Linked DNA regions of Mus musculus: region 2 is linked to region 1. The links are chromatin contacts, called in public Hi-C maps. All regions are on one chromosome and are shown on one strand. Each heading gives the region's core, a stretch centred on a gene start, on an enhancer-like site or on the middle of the called end of the contact. The rest is flanking DNA. Distances are from core to core; before and after follow the strand shown.

What was found. A called contact is a pair of places that touch in the nucleus more often than the background predicts.
Region 2: a contact with region 1 is called in a Hi-C map of muscle stem cells, with 4 times the contacts expected there. The contact joins two enhancer-like sites. A contact is called at or near these places in 3 of 484 Hi-C or Micro-C datasets (muscle stem cells, nephron progenitors and uterus), 3 of 115 datasets of contacts at active chromatin or transcription factors (astrocytes, cardiomyocytes and embryonic stem cells) and 1 of 9 other capture datasets (embryonic stem cells).

The regions. Positions count from the first base shown.
Region 1 is chr16:43,358,828-43,361,733 of GRCm38.p6, reverse strand. All of the region lies in intron 4 of Zbtb20 (zinc finger and BTB domain containing 20), which reads right to left. All of the region lies in intron 1 of Gm9968 (predicted gene 9968), which reads left to right. Among named protein-coding and RNA genes, the nearest start is that of Gm9968, 3.4 kb to the left of the region's middle. Within about 2 kb of position 1,428, at least 14 of the 459 cell types and tissues checked have an H3K27ac peak or open chromatin away from gene starts, as enhancers often do. A contact at or near this core is called in muscle stem cells, where this site is marked.
Region 2 is chr16:43,800,800-43,803,927 of GRCm38.p6, reverse strand. The region is part of intron 2 of Drd3 (dopamine receptor D3); the gene reads right to left. Among named protein-coding and RNA genes, the nearest start is that of Gm26074, 31 kb to the left of the region's middle. Within about 2 kb of position 1,712, at least 143 of the 459 cell types and tissues checked have an H3K27ac peak or open chromatin away from gene starts, as enhancers often do. A contact at or near this core is called in muscle stem cells, where this site is marked.

The sequences.
Region 1 (2,906 bases), core at 179-2,678:
TCTGCCATTGGTGTCCCACCAGATTGAGTAGAACCAGAAGAAATACTACAGGAGATCAGTTGGATGTAGGGCTTACCATGCTGCTTTGAAGAGCTTGTTTTCATGTGGGATTTTCAGTGTTACAATGTGAATACGGGGGATGCTGATGATCTATTATGTGAAAACCTTGATTGGGGAATCCATGTTATCAAAGGAACTGGGAGCCTGACAGTGTCTAGTAACCAGAGGCCAAAAGAAAAAAAAAAATGAGGGAATTTTTAGAAGCTACTCCAAAAGCAACAGGATAAAAGTGCTATTGGCCTTGACCACATGATGAGGCTGTTTTACCAAAGGGGAAAACTTAGTCCAGTTGATTGTCCCAGCCTAATTGATTAATTGTGGGTCTGACCATCTGGCTGATGAATGCTGACACCCAGCAGTGATTACTGTGTAACACAAGTCCGGATGTGCTCTCCATGATGCCTCCCACATTAATGGTAACACTGACCCCCAGGTTAGTTTATTTAGGCCTCTTGGCTCAGTCTCTTCATGGAACAGTGGTTGTGGCAGGGAATATTTTACTAGACCTGGTCAAGCATATCTTCTTCTCCTGTTTCAGTGGCCGCTCCTTTCCAATTCCACCCCGATCCTCTCCTGAGCCCTCTCGCACATAATCGGTTTTCATGCAAAGCCCTCCATCTGCACTTTTCATCATGTGGCCGAGGCTCTCATCTCTGGTCGCTCTATTGTGAAGAAGGTTGTTGGACTGGCCTGCAAGGGGAGCCCATGGAGTCCTTTTCACTGTGTTATCTGGACTGGTTTACTATCACTTACTCATATGGTTACAAAACAGAAATTATTTCATCCAAATCTTGAAACTGAGCTAAAGTTCTACAATATTTCAATTCTGTATGAAGATTAAGAGAAGATAATTCTTACATCTTAAAGTTATTTGTCATTCTTAGATGTGTGCCATGGATAGGAACCATCCTTGTCCTGAAACTAACTTGAGATTTCAGGGAAGCATTTCTGAGTTAGAGAAACTGTATCAGGCTGAAGAAAATAGCAGGGTACAGTAAGCGTGCCACCTACAAACCACTCTACATCCGGACACAGCATGTACGCACAATTCCCTGGGCAAATCAGATTTGAACACATGCAAACTTTAGATATTACAAAAAGTTTATTTTCTTCTTCATTCTATTTGGTGGAGAGGTAGGGGACAGTAAGCCCACAGCAAATGGCTTGAAAAGCTTGTGTGAGGAGTCACAACGGACAGTCATCCTTTCTCTGTTCTTTTCCCATCCTGATTTCTACCTTGAAATCATCCGTCTCCTGGTCTCCACAGACACTGAACTCCTCTGTGTTTGGGCTGTATTGGTGTTAATTTTCAGCAGAGAGTGGTAGCAGCATGCTGAAATACAGAGTTCTGTGTGGGGAGTTGGGAAATATTTTTGGCATGGCTGTCAGTAAACAACTCTGTATCTTGGGCAAGTCAAGTCCCTTAACTCCCCATGTCTCAGTTTCTTCATTGAAAAATGATAGGGTAGGACTGCATGAACTCTGCTGTTTCTGCCAACAGTAAGATTCTATGGTTCTATAGCTCATTTCCCTTTTTCTCCCCTCTGGCATCAAATGCTCAACAACTCTGCATAAAATAATTTTTCTTTTTCAGTTACTGAAGGAAAAATATCTCCTTCATTTACTGCTGGGCATTTTCTATTTGTACCCCCTCTTTCTTTTTGATGTTAGATATTTTGAGTCATAAACATGAACATATTCAGATAGATGCTTTAAATTTGAAGGCATTTAAGGAGAATAGCTTTCCCATGTAGAACATTTAGTATAGCTCTGCATGGAGGAAGCCAGCCATCCAAAGTGGAGCAAAGGGGCCAATTCACAAATGAGAGGAAGCCTTTCATAATAAGAGTCTCCAGGCTCTTCAATTTAGATAAAGCTCAAATGCTATCAACTCCCAACTACGTTTCCAGTCAGCCCCAGACACCATCACAGACACTTAGGACTACAAATCTGAGGACCAACGCTGGCAGGGATGCCGCTCTTATTTCACCTCCACCATCCATTGCCAAGTAGGATTTAGGATGGCATAGTAATAAGAGCCAAGAGGACAATCTGTCATTTATTTTCCTCCAAACTTTTTGAAATTTCCCATTTGGGCTCTGTTTCCCAGTTTTAATTTGGTAACTGCCATTTTTCAGCATTTCTTTTAACAGGTTACTAATAATTTCTGATACAGGATCTCATATTTCATTTTCTGCTGCTAGAACTTGCTGTTAATATTTCATCTGCCTTCAACTCAGCTCAGAATAAAGGCTGCTACATTTTAGATACTCTGTTAACACTTAGGTTCTGGGAATTTCATCTCCAGAGTTCACTTAGTTTATCCATATCTGGTTAAGTAACAGGTTGATGGTACAGGCAGTATCTCAGGGTGTGCTGCTAAACATGTTGCAGATTCTTGTGGTAGCTCTTCTCCAAATCTCTGACTGAGAGACTGAAAATACCCTATTTGTTTTCCAAGGTAACTTATGATTGGCTTTTGGAAGCGGAGTGGTTTTGACAAGCTGTGGCTCACAGAAAGTTCTAGGTTAAATTTTTTGTTTGTTTGTTTGAAATTTGCTAGATATATCACCTGTGAGGCCAATCTCTTTTTCTATTTCAAGAGAGAGTCAAAGTATACATCTGTATTGCTATATGGATCCAATAAATTTAACTGCTGAAGATTACTGAATTCTCAATAAATAATAGCTATCATTAATAATTTATAAATTCACATTATATAATATTGGATTTTGACACATTTTCCAAGGTCAACAAATTAATCCAGATTTTTATTTTTTAATAACAAATTCACTGAGAACTAGAGTAAAATCCTTTAAAGTGTAGATCAGTAAAGTCATATGGTC
Region 2 (3,128 bases), core at 463-2,962, 440 kb before region 1:
TTGAGCGATGTTCCCTGTTTGTCCCTGTGTGTCCAATGTCCGTGTTCCACCTGTGCCTCTTATGTAGCTACTTTCCAAGAATTAACACCTGTGTTCCTGACAGAACAGCATAAAGACTGCTGTGAGTCTTGAGATGAGAGCGAGTGGCTTCCTTCTGAAGAGGGAGAAATGGGGTTCTTGAGTTAAAGTCTGTTGAGTCCCCATGGATTCCAAGGGGGTCCATGGTAGCCCCATTCTTTTCTTCTGGAGCAGTTACACAGCACACCCCCACCTGGTGGTCCTCCAGGCCTATCAGTTTGAGGACTTCTTTTCTGCTAGGGCTCCAAATCAAATGTGGTCACTAGGGTCACTTCATGGTGACCCCAGGAGCCTTTGGAGGAGGGGCTGAGACTTAAATCCTGCTGCTGTCATGGAGGAACTGCTACAGCTAGCTGAAGTCTGGAGAGTGGGAAGATGGCAACCACGTTCTTTGGCTTGGGCTTGCTGTAGGCAAAGTCCTCCTTGTTTTTCATACTAGCTTTTTTATATATAAAATGTTATTATAAAAACTGAAAATAAACAAAAACATCACACACCAAAATGTGTGGGCAAAAAAAAATTAACGGGTAAAAGAATCCAGACATGCTAAATATTCAGTGATGTGCTAACAATTCTCTCTCTTTTCCTCTCTCTTTCTTTTCCTCTTTCTTTCTTTTCCTCTCTTGCTCTCTCTGTCTCTCTCTGTCTCTCTCTGTCTCTCTGTCTCTGTCTCTCTGTCTCTCTGTCTCTCTCTCTCTCTCTCTCTCTCTCTCTCACACACACACACACACAAAGCCCCAATTTGTAACATGCATCAATTTTTGTTGCGCAAATACTCCCACCACTGCTCATGTCAAGCCACCACCAAAGGCTTGATTACCAACTTGAAACATTCCTGGAATATTGCTCTCACCAGCATGGTTCTAGCACACTAGTGGGAATGGCATGCTGTCTTAAACACACTTTAATGCTCATCAGCTCTTTGGAGGCTCCATCACTTCTATGAGCAAGAGACTATACTGAACGTAGCTCTTTTTATGAGAGGAGCCAGAACTTCAGGGAAGGCAGGATAGATCTAAAGTTTCAGACTGGAGTTGTCCTTGCAGAGCCAGGTCTCCCATCTCTAGGACCAGTGCCTTTGACAAGGACCCCATTCCCTGTCCAAGGCACATGTAGCTGTCTTAGCCCTGCAGGGAAACATGGGTTTGCTGGCATCCCACTTGTTTGTACTCGGGAGACCAGTGTGAATGCTCAGAACTGAACCTCCCCAAGTATCTTGACTCTGCTAATTGCCAGCGTGTTAGGGTGTGGGGAACGTGGGGGTGGGAGTTGGAGAGTGTGGGGGTGTACTGTTAAAATGAACGTCCCCAAGTTATTTCCCTAGTGGTTTCCATGAGGTACTTCTAAAGTAAAACCCAGAGACGTGTATTTTTAACATCTAATGTATCTTATTAGACAAGTCTGAGAGAGTCTGCATTAGGGAGAATTTCTGTCAAACCTTCTTGCTCACTTGGGGTAAGAGATGAGAGACAAGACTACAGTCTTTTATTGTCACAGTATGTTTTTTTTCCCCCCTTCTTCTTCTTAAATGATTAAGCCGTTAGAATAAATGAGGCCCCCTCCAGCATGTCATAGGTGGGTGGCTAAGACCTCGAGGCTGTTCCAAAATCCACCATTGGAGGGCACCAAAATGCAGCAAGAACTTCGCCAGCTCTGCCGGGGTGAGAAGTTCACGACTCACCTGGGGGCTCTCCAGGCTCTGTGGGGAGGCAGAGCCGGAAAACCTCCCCACTTAGTTCCTGGAGCCCTGCGAGGACCCCGCATTCTCACCCTGCGAGACTTGTTTAGCCTCTGGTTTCCTCTCTGAGCGATTTGCTCAAGGCCAACCGCGGAGGCGCTGGGTCAGGCTTGGCTTGGCGCGGCTTGGCTGGAGAAGGAACCCTGGCTAGGGCCACCTCCCTTGGAGGTGTTCCCAGTCCCACTCCCTTCTTTGTGTTGCAGCATCTAGTTCTTTCGGCCCTCTCTCCTGTAGAGTACTCAGCCGACCCGAGTGCAGTCAATGTTCGCTCTGGTAAAGCCCTAGGGCTGAAATCCAGCTTTGCAGCTAGCTTGTCAGACAGTGAGGCCCGCGGCTGGAGTTTTCTGACTCAAATTTTCTGTCTAACAGAACTGTTCACAGCTATTGAATGAGATTACATTTGTGAAGTTTTTTGTTTGTTTGTTTGTTTTTTAATACAACTTAAAATCCAAAAGGCAGTTCTTACTGTATCGCCATCATTATTGGGCTAGCCTAAGAGATTCATGATTGTTCTGTGTGACTTTAGGTTTTATGATTGTGATTTTTTCCCCCTCCTGGTTGTCAGGCAGTGCACATTAAATTTATTTATCAGACAAGTGTCGAGAACTTTCTTGTGTGAGCCACTGTTGAAGGGCTGGGGTAGTTGTTGATGTTAAACGGGCACAAGGAACCAAACAGCCTAGAGTCGCTTTGCTGTAAGGCTTAGATACTGAACTTGGCAGTGTGACTTAACAGCTAGGGGCCCCAGGGTGAGGCTCCAGGGCAGTTTATTGTAGGAGATATTGGCTGCACAAGCTGGCTTGGTGGCACATGCCTACAAGGTCAGCATTCAGGGGGTGAAGGTGGAGGCAGGAGGATCACAGACTTGTGTTGGTGGCTTGAGCTAACATAACCCTGGAGCTGTCTCTCCATGGAAGAATGCAAAGGTTAGCACATTCTAAGTGGTAGGTTCCATCCCCAGCCCTGGGGAAATAAAAAGATGGGCAGTGACTTTTGGTTCCATTCATCTATTACCTAATAGCTTTGTGATTCTAGTCACCCCACCCGTGTGTGTGTGTGTGTGTGTACATACGCATACGCCCACTGACATGTGCACATGTAATGGGACAATGTACCTACTTTGCTGGACTGTTTATAAATGATAGCTATATTTGTTTTTGTTGCCTGTGCATTCACACAAATTAGGATAACAGGAAATTATACTTCTAGTGGTGCGCTGCAGGCGTGACCTTCACAGGTGACCTTCCCTAACTTTTGTCAAGAATGGGGGACTGTCTAAATCTCTGGAAGATCAGGGTCTAGCTTGGGACTT